2 separate regions of the Rattus norvegicus genome follow, and region 1 is linked to region 2. A link is a contact called in public Hi-C data. All regions are on one chromosome and are shown on one strand. Each heading gives the region's core, a stretch centred on a gene start, on an enhancer-like site or on the middle of the called end of the contact. The rest is flanking DNA. Distances are from core to core; before and after follow the strand shown.

Region 1 (7,279 bases), core at 430-2,929, 66 kb after region 2:
TTTTTATTATTAGTTTGTTTATTTGCTTTTCAAGACAGTAGCCCTGGCTGTTCTGGAATTGTAGACCAGGTAGTCCTTGATCTCAGAGATCCTCCTGCCTCTGCCCCCCACATCGTCCACGTGCTGAGATTAAAGGTGTGCCATGTTCTACCTCACCAATTCACCACCAGTTCATATCCTACATCTACGCCATGCTACGTAGCACAGCTGGCACGGTGTTATTTATCCCTGTACTTATGTGTGACCCATGGGACTACGCGGGCATTGTCCAGGAAGACTGAGGCCTTCCAATCTGGTTAAACCAGATGCAGGGAAGATCAGCATTACTGTGGCTTCATTTGGTGCATCCTTTTGAGAAGCTTCAAACCCACTTTCTCTATATCAAATTTCTCTAATATTTACTTGTGTTTTCTGTTTCTAGGAAACAGAAGCATATTATGTTCTCCTACAGTTTGAAAATTGAGGAAATTAAAAACAGAAAACACATCAGGCCGTCGGCATGGGTGCCATGCTAATTTGTAGAAGCAGGGACGGTCGTCTTTGTTTCTCAGCCTTCTGTGGCCCTTCTCATGTCATAAGCTTATAAGTGATACCCCACAGCAATGACTGCCTTAGTGGCTTAGATCTGCGGAGAAGTGGCTTTGTCCCCAACCAAATAGCCATCTGTTTCCAAGGGTAATCAGATCAAAAGCCCAATAAGAAAATGGCTTCCCAAGGTTCCTGTTTTCTCCTAGGGGATTCTTTTCAGTTCTGGCGTGGGTGTGTATATAGTCACTGGAGTTGATTTGCTCACATCAAGTTCATATGAAATAAATAAGAATTGAAATCACACACGGAAGACCACACAGGAATCCAAGAGCTTTTTGGTTTAGTTTGGCTTTGCTTTGGGTTTTTCTGTTCCTTTATTGAATTATCCCAGGACTGTGCAAAAGTAACGAGGAGTGCCTGGAGCTCAAGGTCATTTGGTGATGTACACCATGGTCAGAATTAACTTCTGGGAGTGGCCCAGTCTACCACTGCTGCCTCCAAGACCCACAGACTCTATATGATTGTTTGCTTTGGAGAAAGCTTTGACATGATCTTGAAAAGCCAAAAGAACTCCATTTATTACGAAAAGAAAGTTTTGGAGAAATGAAATTTGTTCGAGGGTCTGCTTTAGACCAAAACAAAGTAAGGTGGGTTGAGTGGAGAGATGACTCAGTGGTTAGAGCATGTGCTGCTCTTACAGAGGATCCAGGTTCAGTTCCCAACACCCCCATGGTGGCTCACAACAATCTGTAACTCCAGCTCCAGGAGCTAGAACACCTTCTTCTGATGTCCAAAGCACTGTGCATGAATGCAGTACTCACATGTATGGAACTGCGGTCAAAGCTTCATACACCCAAGACAAATGAGTAGGTCATTAAAATGTTAAATGAAGAAGGGAGATGCATGAGGAAAGAAGACCTTAAGTAAGAATGATCTGATCAAAACGGACAAGGAGAGAGGGAAGTGTCCATAATGTATCTAGGAACACACCAGCCAGTCTAATGTCAAGGGGGCATCCCTGCAAGACTGGAATGAAACCAAGAGCGCATTATAAATACACTAGTTCAGGAGAACAGAATATGAGACTATGCTCCATGTGCTTCAAGCGGAATTTAATTCTTGAGGTTTCCCTGCATTCCTCCCGGAAAGGGTGACCAACGGCGTTCTTGGCAGTTAACAAAGTTCTTGTATTTTGGCAGAGTCTGTTCTCTGAGGCCCACAGTCAGTTTCCTCATCAGTCCCTGTGCCTTTGAAAAGTCGGGAAACCATAGCGACAGTAAGTAGAAAAGTCTGGGAAAATGCAAAGTGGTAGAGGTTCTCCAAGACTGCTCTCTGGGCAGTTAACTTGGATCCTTACAGTGCTTCTCTCCCCATCATGGAAGTTCTACCAGCCCCTGCAAAAGCCTAGTGCACTGCAGAGGAGACCGGACACAAGTCTTAGCAGGGCTATGCCCCTCTGCCAGCGTTTACTTCAGCTGTGTGCCAAGGAAGATGTTCCTAGACAGTTTAACTCCTCTGTAATTCAGAAAATTCTGAGGGTTGTTTTTTAAGCATTTACTCTTTAAATATAGCTAACTCTTGAGAATGTGTGGGCCTGAGTCCATCGGATCTGTATTATGATAATGCCTCATCAAAGGACGCTAGAAAAAGAATCTAGTTCATTGCTAGCTGGTGGCACCGAATTTGTCTTTCAAGCCAAGACTGTTTGTCAGGTTATCAAGCACTGAGGATGCAGGAAGATTTCTGGGAATCCCATCCCCTGCTTCCCCTGCTTTCCCTGCATCCCCTGCATCCCCTGCATCCCCTGAGTGTTACCAGAAGCCAATCTAAGTGGTGGATTGCATGGTGACGCATAGCAGTGTTCTTGTTTTAATGTACTTGAGGAAAAATAGAATTGGCACATTTAACTGGCAAGTTCATAGGAAGTGCTCTGTGGGACACATGTCAAGTCAATGCATAAAGAGGAAGTGAGTCTTTTTAAAGAGATATTAAGTTTATTTCTTAAGAATTTTATTTAATATGCATTGGCATCAAACAGTTGTGAGCTGCCATGTGGGTGCTGGAAATTGAACCCAGGTCCTCTGGAAGAGCAGCCAGTGCTCTTAGCTGTTGAGTCATCTCTCCAGCCCTAGATATTAAGTTTAAAAATAGCATAGATATCAGCTTTTAGGATAATCTCTGCTCCAGTTGTCGGGGGATACACTAGGTCCAGTCTGTGCATGCTGTTTTGGTTGGTGGTTCAGTCTCTGAGAACCCAGAAGGGTCCAGGTTGGTTGACTCCGTTGGTCTTCCTGGGGAGTTTCTATCCCCTCCGGGGCCCTCAATCCTTCCCCTAACTCTGCCATAAGACTCCTCAAGCTCCATCCTATGTTTAGTTGTGAGCTTCTGAATCTGTTTCAGTCAGCTGCTGGGCTGATCCTCTGAGAGGACAGTTATGGGAGGGTCCTGTCTGCAAGAATAACCGAGCATCATTAATAGTGTCAGAGACTGGTGCTTGCCTGTGGGATGGGTCTAAAGTTGGGCCTGTTATTGGTTGGCTGTTCCCTTAGTCTCTGCTCCATCTTTGTCCCTGCATTTCTCATAGACAGAACAAATTTTTGATTGAAAATCTTACGGGTGGGTTGGTGTCTTTTGCCTGGCATCAGTGGGAGAGGATGTGCCTACCCCTGCAGAGACTTGATGTGCCAAGTTTGTGGGGGTGGGGTGGGTATCCAGAGGGAGCCTCCACCCTCTCAGAGAAGGGGAGGTGGCTTAGAGGAAGAGAATATTTGAGGAGGGGGTCAGGAGTGGGAGCGCCTGTGATTGGAATGTAAATTGAACAAGTAAATTAATTAATGGGAAAGACAAACAACCAAACACAAATAGCAGAAATAGAATGTGATACAGTGAAAAATCATGAAGCTAAGACTCAGGTGATTAAGGCTTGGGAAACTGTTTAAGGGAATGAGTTAGTCGGGGAAAGGTGGCTCAGCCATGGCTCTCTTTCCTTCTCTTCAGAAGCCTTGAGTACGGAGCAGAGGGTGGGAAAGCAGCTGCTTCCCTATGATTCAATGGGTTAGAATTCACAATTTCATACTGAGGACAAAGTCTGTAAATCATCACTTCTGAATGATTAAGCAATTAGTCAAGGACAGCCTTTCCATGAAGTCCCCCACTGGAAGCACTGGTCCGTTCTTTACTGTTTGGAGGCTAACCGTTCACCCTGATTAGTCCCAGTATTGTCCCAGTGAAGAGCAGTCGAGCTAAAGCTTAAAGACAACCTTTAGTCATTCTAGACCCACTATCACATCACTGCTGCTGAATGAGTCTTTCTGGTTTCCAGCAAGGCCTAGCCTTCTGGGGACATTTAGCTTGATTTAAGAGAAATCAAATCAGAGAAGCAACTCTAGGTGGGTGAGATTGGACTGTGAACCAGCTTAAGGACTTGCATGGTTGCTCTCTAGACACTGGAGCGTTAGCACTGAGTAAAAGGAGACACAAATCTTTCCCATTGGGAAGGCTGACATCTTAACAACGGTGAGGTATTTGATCACTGGAGTTGTAAAGCATCGGTGTCCCAGTGCTGAATCAGTAGCAGCTCAGGATGATAGAATACATGTGGGAATGGTTTCCAGGACTTATTTGGGCAGCTGTAGCCTGGTGACCATCATTCAATATTTCTCACGAATCTGTTTTAGTCCAAGTGAAGGTCTTAGCTGAACAATTGTACCTACTGAATTTAAAAATTCTTGTGTCCCTAAGTGGAAGAGAAAGGGCACTAGAGACAGAAAACAAAGTGGTCAGTAAAAGTATAGAAAGGACGAAAAAGAAAACCAGCTCTTCTTGAGGGACCTTAAATCTAAATTTGTGCCGGGCTAAGCACATTCCTGTGTTAATGTTTTATTATTATTGCATCATGACATAAATAACATAACTTCATATTAATAATGGCTAACTTGGGCTTTCTCTGTACAGGAAGTGGTCTGGACACTCTCCCTAACGTGATCTCACTTATTCCTACCATAACTTTATGACGAAGGGACTATGTGGTTTTTAGCCACAGATGAAGAATTGTGGTTCAGAGAAGGTAAATCATTTGCTCTGAACTCCAGTTAGAAAGTGGAAGAATTCGGTACAGATGTCAGCATGTTTGGACTCTAAATTCATTCATTTCTTGACCCTGTTTGGGGAAGCTTCTACCTCAGCAGGAGGCATCAGCCATTGCCTGATGCACAGACAATATGTCCTTCAGACAGGTTGTGCCTCCTCAATAAACTTCTATTAAAGACCAGTCCACCTACAGGCCTCAGGAGGAACTTACTATGACTATTTTGCTAAACGGACATAGGTTAAAGTTTCCTCTAAATTCATATCTGTATGACAATAGATTCCTGGGACTCTCAGGCATCATCTTTATGCAACAAACAGCAATTAATTCAGAAACAACAACTGCTCAGAGTGAGGACAGTGTCAGTGGTGTGCCCAGTCATGGATGAGATGTCTATATCGGCCCATTCAGAAGGCGTAGGGATCATCTGGAAGAAGAGGTGGGAGGACTGTAAGAGCCAGAGGTCAGGGAAGACCATGGTAAAACTGTCTTCTGGATGGGACGGGACTCCACTCACGAATGCATAGCAGGCGTGGTTTCCAGTAGAAGGCGAGGCCAGTCGACACTCTGTTGTGGATGAAGATAGAGCTCGTGAGACCCCCAAAGTTAGCTAGGAACTGTTGATAAGGTGATGGCTTCCAGTGGGGGAGTGCCAAGAGTCCGTTCTCTTTAAGGGCATGGCCCCTGTAGGTCAGTCATGCTCCAGCAGATGATCTCACACTCATAAGTATACGGGCAGTCCAAACTGGATTTGGTGAGTTATGTTTTTTTTTTAAAAGGATGAAAGGTTGGGGTAGGGGACGTATGTGGAGGGATGATCACGGAGAAGGTAAGGAGACAAGTGGAGGTAATATAATAAAAATACATCGTATGTATGTATGTATGAAGTTCTCAAATAATTAATAAACAAAATATTCTCCTCCTGCTGATCCCATCTCCCCCATCAGTTCACTGTGAGTTTATTTTCCAGCCTCTCTGCCCCAGAATTCCCTCTTGACTACTTACTGGACATCACCACCATGACACAACAGCAGTGAAAATTAGAACCGTAAACAGGATGTAGGCATTCCGGAAGTGCTTTGACTCGTTGCTGCTACTGTGTTTTGTTTTGTCTCTCCTTCTGCATAGTCCTTGGTCCTGGATGGGGTTAATCCCAGCTTCAGGGCTGATCTCTATCTGTGATGAGTGATGCCTAATTTATAGACAGTGCACTTTGCTTAATCCCATATAAAGCCAAGAACGAATATCCAATGAGAAGGAATAAAGATATCCCAGATGACACTAACACCGCTGCATCCTGATGGCCGGTGCTGCTGCACTGGGATGTGTCTGGCCTTGCACTTTCAGTCCTTATCATAATAACTATGAGTAACAAGATGGGAGACTCTACATCTGGATGCAGATGAGATATTTTGCCTCATCTGCAAACAATCTACCCTGGCAGGCAATGGCACTATCCCCAAGCACTTACCCCATGTGCCCTGGCTGAGGCATGCTCAAGAGCTCAGTGGTAAATGTCTTAGAGAGAGTTCTCTGCTAATTCTTGAAGGTCTTCAAATGCCTCCCCATGGAAACAAGCACATGCTACGGATGTAAGGGAGAAAGGTGTTGATGCTGGGAGCACCTTGGACCAGTTTATCACCCACCATTTTGTTCCATATAGAGCTGCTGACCTGATCTAGTCAGAAATTGACAACTTTGGAATTCCTGCTTAAATCATATTGTCAAAGATTTCATTCTGTTACTTTTATCCAATGTATTTTCTTCCAGTAGAAATGGCAGTAGGTGATGGTAATCTAACCCTGTAAGAGTCCAGTTAGGAAATAAACTTAGATTCGAGAGCTTCAGTGTATCCCAAGTTTAAAAACAAATTTCAGGTTTGCACTAGGAAGTTCATCTCAAATAACATGGCTATTTAACAAGCCATTTCAGATTTCTCTCAAGCTCCACCTATTTGAATTAAGTGAACTTGAATTACATGGATTATTTTTCCAGTGCTGGGGAGTGAACCAGATCCTTACGCATGCTAGGCAAGTACTCGACCACCAGGTTCCACCCCAGCTCAAACTAAGTGAAATTTTGCCACTATACAGTTAGAGAAAGTTAAATTATTGATCGGGTGGTATTTGCTATGAGGTGTATGCTTTGTATTCAATTTTTTTACTGTAGACTAAGATTTTAAAAAATCAGTAAGTGGTACGGTGTCATTTTTCCCCTGTTGTAATCACGGCATGTTAATTCCATTGGCACTAAAACTTGACCAAGACTTGAAAAACGACTCTTAGAGTAGGTGCTGCTACCTACACAATACTCAGTTCAGTGTATGGCCAAGGTTCTTCTTACGCATCAGGCAAGGCCAGGAACTGGGTCATGATGACACAAAGGAATGCCTAGGTATCTGTCCAGGCTGGTGCTACTTCAAACATGGCCTGTGGACCAGCTCCATTAGACCAGAGGAAGACAAGCACATCAATACTCCCCATGGAAGTTGTGATATCAGAGGTGTGATCAAGTGGCTTCCTGCCACCAATAGGATCCGAAGTGTTTTGGCTTCTATTAACATTGCTTGTTGGCTTTCATGAGGATCTAAGTGTTGGTCCTGGTCAGAAAGACACACCTTCTCATAGAGCATTTGAGAAGCACTAGCCCAGAGTACTCAAAACC
Region 2 (6,956 bases), core at 4,164-6,663:
CTCTCCAGTTAGACTGTGAGTGGCCCAAGGGCGGGGACCTGAGTTATTTTGTCCCATGTAGTACCTCTCATGTCTAGTCCAACATTGGTACATAGTAGGTGTTTAGGATTTACTGAATGCATCAAAGACAGAAGTCAAGAAGTCAGAGCCACTAAGGTTCTCTGTTCTAATGGTAGACACCAATCAAGGGCCATGGTAAGGAGGGACCCAAAACACCTAACGTAATATGATGCGTACAAAAGCCACCTAGCAGATGATTGAGAATTGACTGATCCTGCCACAGCTGATCAGGGTGTGACATGGGAAGGTATGGGGTGCCATCACTTTTGTGGAACACTATTTGTTATTGTGCCTTCAGGATGCTGCGAATTCGATCATCACAGAACTGATTGTGGTCTATGGGAGTCCCCTTAGCACACAGCACACAGTCATACTCTTTGGCATTTATGCCCAATACACGTGTAACAGAAATTAAAACATTTCAGAGTCATCATTTAAAATGTTTAACATGATGTAGTGGTTAGTTGTGATTTTCAGCGTGACAGGATCTAGGATCGCCTAGGAGATAAATCTATGGGGTAACTCGAGGTGGAAAAATCCACCCTAACTGTGGGAAGCATCATCCTATGAGCCAGGACCCTGGACTAAATGAAAATGGAGGAAACAAGTTGAGAAACAGCCTTCATCTGGGTCTACTTCCTGACTGAGGATGTGATGTGACCAACTGCCTTGTGGTCCTGCTGTCATCCTGCCCCTGGCATGGTGGACCACATCCCTTTAACTGTGAGCCACAACACCTCCCTTTATTTTGGTTGTTGTTGTTTTGTGTCTGTTTATTTTGTGTTTGTTTTGTTTTTTGAGATAAGGTTTTTCTGTGTATCCTGGATTTGGTTTGTAGACCAGGCTGGCCTCAAACTCACAGAGATCTGCCTGCCTCCCAAGTGCTGGGATTAAAGGTGTGTGCCACCGTGCCTGGCCGAATCTGTCCCTTGTTAATTTGTCTTTGTTGGGTATTTTCGTCACAGCAATAGTAACCAGGACATCTGCTTAAGGAGGATGTGCAGGTCTCGGCTCTGCTGGAGTTGCTGACCAGAACTCACAGACTGAGAAAAGCCTCCGTCTAAGAAAGGCAACAGCAGGAATGTCTTTCACATTAGCAATCTCTTGCCTGCAGTCAAATATAGGACTTTATCATGACAGGAGTCTGTTCCATTCTAGATTAACATAGGATGATTAATTAAAAATTGTCATTTCTATTTAATACACACGTGTGTGCCTGTGTGAGTGTATGGCACATGTGTGCAGGTGCTTGTGGAGGCCAGAAGAAGCTGTTAGACCCCCTGTAGCTGGAATTACAAGCAGTTGTGAGCCCTTTGACATGGTTTCTGGGACCTGACGTCCTTTGCAAGAGCAGCACATGCTCTTAAGCACTGAGCCATTTCAGCGCGACATCAATGGCATCTATAGACATAGTTCACAAAAAGCCATACATTTAAGCACAAAGATGAAAAACTGTATTGGTCTGGAGAATATAGCACCAGTGAACTCAATATTTATCATACAACTTCTGTATGAAAGTCTCAATGGACACTAACTTTCATGGCGTCTCTTATGGAGACAGTAAAAATATGCTGAATTTTGTAATGCTGTTGTTAGTTGCTTTCCATCCCAAGACACCATTTAAAGAAAAGTTGACTTCGTAAAAAATAATGACACATTCCATTCCCTGCCGAGGTTTCCAACACCTCCATCTAGAAGCAAAGGACAGCTGGGGATGTTAGACTTTCTCCAAGTTTCCCTGCAGGTTGCCACAGAGACCCAGGCTCCAAGCAGGTGTTTTTTCTAATCCAAAGAGCAAGAACTATTTGAGAACATCCTCTTTCGTAATCCCTCTGAGGCCACAGGAAAAATTACTCAGCTTCCATTTCAAATGCAAGGGATTTGGATTTAGTTTAAACAACAGCTAGTGCAAAACCATCTTAGCTCCATTCTTCTACACTGCCAGGGAGGTAGGAGCTGGTATAACTGAAAGGGTGGCTTTGGTCTCTCGAAACACAGGACTGTGGCAGCAGCCAATGGACAGCAAATTTCCCTCGTTGCACAGAGGAAAGTCAACACTATTTTTTTCTCATTCAAAACAATGTAGGGAACGAGAGCTTCTCTGACACACAGTAAACAATAGTGATTATACCTCCTGCTCGACCTTAAATACGTTGTGCATCCAGTTCTGCTCTTTTGGGAAGGGCCTCCTTTTCCCAGCATGCTTCACATAAGCACCGCTCACTTATCTTCCCTGTGTGGATAAAGGTCTCTTTGTAAACAGTGACGGTTCTCTGTGGTGCCTGGTTTGAACTTGAGTGACCTGCCAATACTCTGTTTTCCTCATAACCCATATCTACCCAGGTAAGAGTTCCTCAGTGCAGGCAACGAAGACAAGTAAAGATGGAGTCGGTGGGGTATTAGAGGCGAGTTGCAGATAGCAGCCGTTCCTGTCCATACCAGGTATTTAGAGTACACTGTGAAATTCTCATGGTCCAAGAATAAAATCAGATGCTGTGGAACCGAAATGAGGTTATAGACTCTGTCCAGGGGGTTCTACGTCCTCTGGCCCCACAAGCTCACATGTTAGTTACCTCCAAAGCAGATAGAATTCAGAAGAACCCCAAGAACTTTGGTGGTTAAAAACATGACATCTTTTGTTTCCACACCCCAAACTGAAATTTAGTATTTCCTTCCATTAAAATGTGGGTCACAAACCACAGTGCCTGGGATATTGCCAAGACGAATCACAGATATTTGCATTTTATACTGCAGTTCTTAGACTAACTCTATTTCAAAACAGCATTCGAGAGTAGCACCGCCTCAGTACTGTGGTAACTACTGCACGTGCCGGTCAGGTATACGACTTAATAACATATTAACAAAGCAATTATCCCATCATAATTAAAAGATGGTACATTTTGTTTTTATTATTTTTTATGTCTTGAGATTATACGATAATAACTTACCTCTCCTGTTCTCTTTCCTCCCCTCAACCCCTTCTATATACCCTCTCCGCTCCCTCTTCCCCTCCCCCTCTCTTTCAAACTCATAGCCTCTTTTTCTTTTCTTTTCCTTTTAAAGATACATTTTAATGAAAAGTAGTTCCCTTTGCAACCCAGCACACTTTGTCTTATGCATTTCATATATCATTCTGAAAAAGAGTCCACAGGCATTACCAGACTGCCAGACATGTTCATGGCACTGAAAGGGTTAAGGTTTCCTGAAACCAGACACAGAGCCCTTTAATAATTCAGCAGCCAGGTTTCTAGAGTAAATCATTCCATGCTGGCATCTTCTGAGGCCCAAACACACTTGACCTTGAAAGCAGCACACACTCACGGCTGCAGGTAGATGGTTCTTGAGAACCCCCTTTTCCTCTTTTTGCCCCCCCCCCCAAAAAAAAAAAAAAAGGGCCCTTGGCTCATGGCTTTGAAAGTCTCTCTTCTCATCATGGAGGCTCTTTTCCCAACTTTATCACCGACATTTTGCCACTAACACCGACTCTCTCTCACATTTTTTATTGTTGGAATCCAGTCTCATGCAAGAGGCTGTCGTACATAATCATGTTGTGAATTTAAAACCCAGGGAGAGAACCAAGAAAAAATGAATGAAGGTATCATAGTTGGGACAAGAAAAGTTAAGCACCAAGTGTATGCTACAAGAGATGCCTATAAATGACAGTGCTACCTGGTCCTCTCCCTGCTCAACTGAAATGTCACGCACCAGTTGACACATTAAAGTGGTAGTGTCTGGGTTACGAGAACTGTGAGGTCAGTTAAATGACTGGAAGATGTCTTAGTAAATTCATGGTACGTACAAGCACATCAGACAGTGGACAATCCTAATGGAAGCCCTGATCAAAAGGTCCATTCACTGAAAGCTGCTTAGGAAAGAATTGATACAAGCAGTTATTCATTTACTTCTGCAGCTAAGGGCTTTCAGATTTCTCCCCCATGAGAGCAAAACATAGAACACACAATTCCGAACCCAGTAACATAAGCAAAAAACAAAACAAAACAAACAAACAAAAAAACCCAACAACAACAACAAAAAAAACAAACTAAAATATAACTATATCACCAACCCACAGAGCACATATGTAGTGTGTCGGTCTATGTTCCTTCAGACGCTGGTCCTATCCCAGATGGCTAACTAAAACATGCCTCATTGCTGTTACATCTCTAAGATGTAGAAACCTGTTTGTCAATCTAGGCTTCTGTTTGCTTCGGAGCCTGAGGTTTCCTTGAAATTACAAGCTGCAGAAGATGCTGGCAGAACCACAGCAATGCACACACAGCCTCCGGGAGCATGACGTGTTGGAGAAATCCTTGCGAATCAGAGTTACCGAATTGCTCAAAAAAGACCTGGAGCAAATTTTTATCCAGCATTTTAAATCTACATTTCAGTTAAGGTAGACCTCGCATCAATGTATATTTAGTTCCAGGCTTTTTTCTTCTCAAGATAATTATTTTTAAGAATAAAGATCAGAACCAGCTTACAGAGCTCCTTAGAAAAGGCCAGCCAGCCCCTCCTCTTCAGCCGGGTTTTCAGAGAGAGCCACAAAATAGCACTTCGCAGTAACACCCACAAAACAACCACAGGCATACACACGTAAAGGTCCCACCCCAACTTCCTTGGCACATTGCAGATTCTTTCTCTCTAAACAGGAAGCTGTTGACAGTTCCCCTCTTGTTTACAAAGTATCAAAAGCTCCCTTTACAATACTAACCACAACTTTCAAAGTCTAGAGCCTTTTCTCACGGTTCCCATTGTAGCTAATTATACACGCTGCAAGTGAGGTAGAAACCGAATTCCAGACTGCTGTGGGCTGACGCAGAATCAGCAGCAGCAACAAGGAAAAGTTAGCTGCTCCCTGCAAGGCGGTGCTGGAGTCACCAAACCCCAAACAACAACTGAAGGAGGGATTCCTAGAATTCGAGGGAGCAAATTTGGCTCACCCTGCAAAATGAGAATTTCTAAATAACATACGTTAGTAAGCGTTTCGCAAGGAAGATTACATTTTAACCTACTCCATGGGACATTAATCCAAATATAACCAAGTTCCTGAGACTGCCTGCAGTTCGTGACTGGGAGCTGCTTCACATTCTTTGGCTGGGTTCGTCAGTAACTGCTCTTGAAGGCAAAGTTGTAGGAGGTTACGAGGGGAGGGAAAGCCACCAGGGGCTGTGAAAACACGGAACTCCTGTGTATAAAGCAAACCGATTACCTCAAGCTGAAGAAGTGTGGGGTTTAGTAGTCCATGCTCCTGCAGCCCCTGGGAAGCAACAGCCACAGCAGAAGTGACAGCAATAGCGGCAGCGGCACGGTGGCAGCAGCAGCAAGGTCCAGCATCCACCAGATTCTCACAAGCCTTTGACTGTGCGGACTCAGCCACAGACTCTGCCTCTGGCTGACGTCAAAGTCCCTGTCACATGGCCAGATAAAAGCCAAGAGAGCATTGGTTGTCGTAGCAACCACAGGCTGGCTCTGAAATTATTTCAATAGGTCATCTGTCACTGATGTGTGTGCTCGTGTGTGTGTGTGTGTGTGTGTGTGTGTGTGTGTGCACACGCGCGTCTCTGTGTGTGCATGTGTGTATATATACAGAGTGCAAAACCATTGTGAATAGCGCCTGACAGAATCTCAACCCTCAAAGTTGTGACTCACGAGTGCCTGCAACTTTCACCATTAAAGCCTGCCTGTCCTTTCTCCGGTTGCCAGAAAATGCATGGTGTGACCCCTGGTCTTACTATCACAGCACAAAGCCCCTCCCCCTCCAGTCGAGGAAAGAAACTGCCAACATTCATGAGATAGTTTTCTTAGTGAATCAAATTCTCCTCTAAATAAACTGAGGGAAAACATCTTTTAAGGGGTTGTTGGTAGAAAAACTGTATATTCCTGAAGCTGAATTCTTATCATGTTGATAAAAGATGGAGTGGCTGAAGAATCCTGACAGGAAGCGTGGTGTAGAAAGCAGGGTAGATAAATCCAAGGTTTTATGCCACCTAAAATTCGTTGCAAAAATGATGTCCAGAACACTTCCGCAAGGACACAACTTTAAAAGGACCTGAAGATTATGAGAAAAGGGGCTGGACTCATAGCGGGTCCCAAGCTCTCCCTCCCACAACCCTTGGGTCCATAACAGATTGAGGGAGTTTCATGTTGAATGATTGGTTCAGCATCCTATGGACACTGAGGTCAGAGGAATCTGCCCACCACTGAGGAGTAAACGGTGCAGCTCACCTGTTCCCAAATTACAGCTTTATTTCCTTCAGGGCCACTTTAGCTGATCTTTAGCTCTTTGAGTGCATATGACCCAGTTCGTTCTCATTCTTAATTAACAGGAAGCCAATTAAACAAAATTAAATGAAACCCAAAGGAAGGTATTATGGAAAAAGCCTTTTAGAAAATGTGGACTCATTCAAAAAACAAGGGAGCTAAAAGGTGAGGAGAAGAAAGAGGTTGTTCTAAAAGGACCCTTATGTGCCTGGGTCATTAGGACTACACACACACACACACACACATACACACACACACACTCACACACACACAGGCACGCAAGCATGCACACATGTTCACACACACATAAATGTGTGTGCATACACACTATGAGATATGAGCAACTCTGAGGCCAGTTGGTAAAACTACACTTGTGTCACAGAACAAAACCTCTTTAAGTAGAGTAGCAACTGATTTTTTCACAGGACTAATGTCCAATGTGCTTGGCCACAGAAGCACCCATTCTATCTTTTTCTTCATCGTCCTTGACTTCCCCAAGGAGGAGAGAAGATGGATTTTTATCAGAAGTTATTTCTCTGATGCTGTTGGTTGTACCCTGGCAAAGGAAAAGGCAAAGTTAAGAGTCAGATCCTTGAATTTCAGACTGATGACGGTTGGGGATGTACCTGCTTGTT

The links. Hi-C and Micro-C count contacts between places; a contact is called where the count stands out from the background.
Region 1: a Hi-C map of the A7r5 cell line shows a contact between it and region 2, with 2.4 times the contacts expected there. The contact joins the enhancer-like site here to the promoter of Ncald in region 2. A contact is called at or near these places in 2 of 12 Hi-C or Micro-C datasets (the A7r5 cell line and the Rat2 cell line).

The regions. Positions count from the first base shown.
Region 1 is chr7:70,578,357-70,585,635 of GRCr8, forward strand. It overlaps a transcript of Ncald not described here. Among named protein-coding and RNA genes, the nearest start is that of Ncald, 68 kb to the left of the region's middle. Within about 2 kb of position 1,680, at least 8 of the 93 cell types and tissues checked have an H3K27ac peak or open chromatin away from gene starts, as enhancers often do. A contact at or near this core is called in the A7r5 cell line, where this site is marked.
Region 2 is chr7:70,508,351-70,515,306 of GRCr8, forward strand. Ncald (neurocalcin delta) reads right to left here and starts at 5,414. Exons shown (of 4, transcript NM_001024371.1): 1 at 5,270-5,414.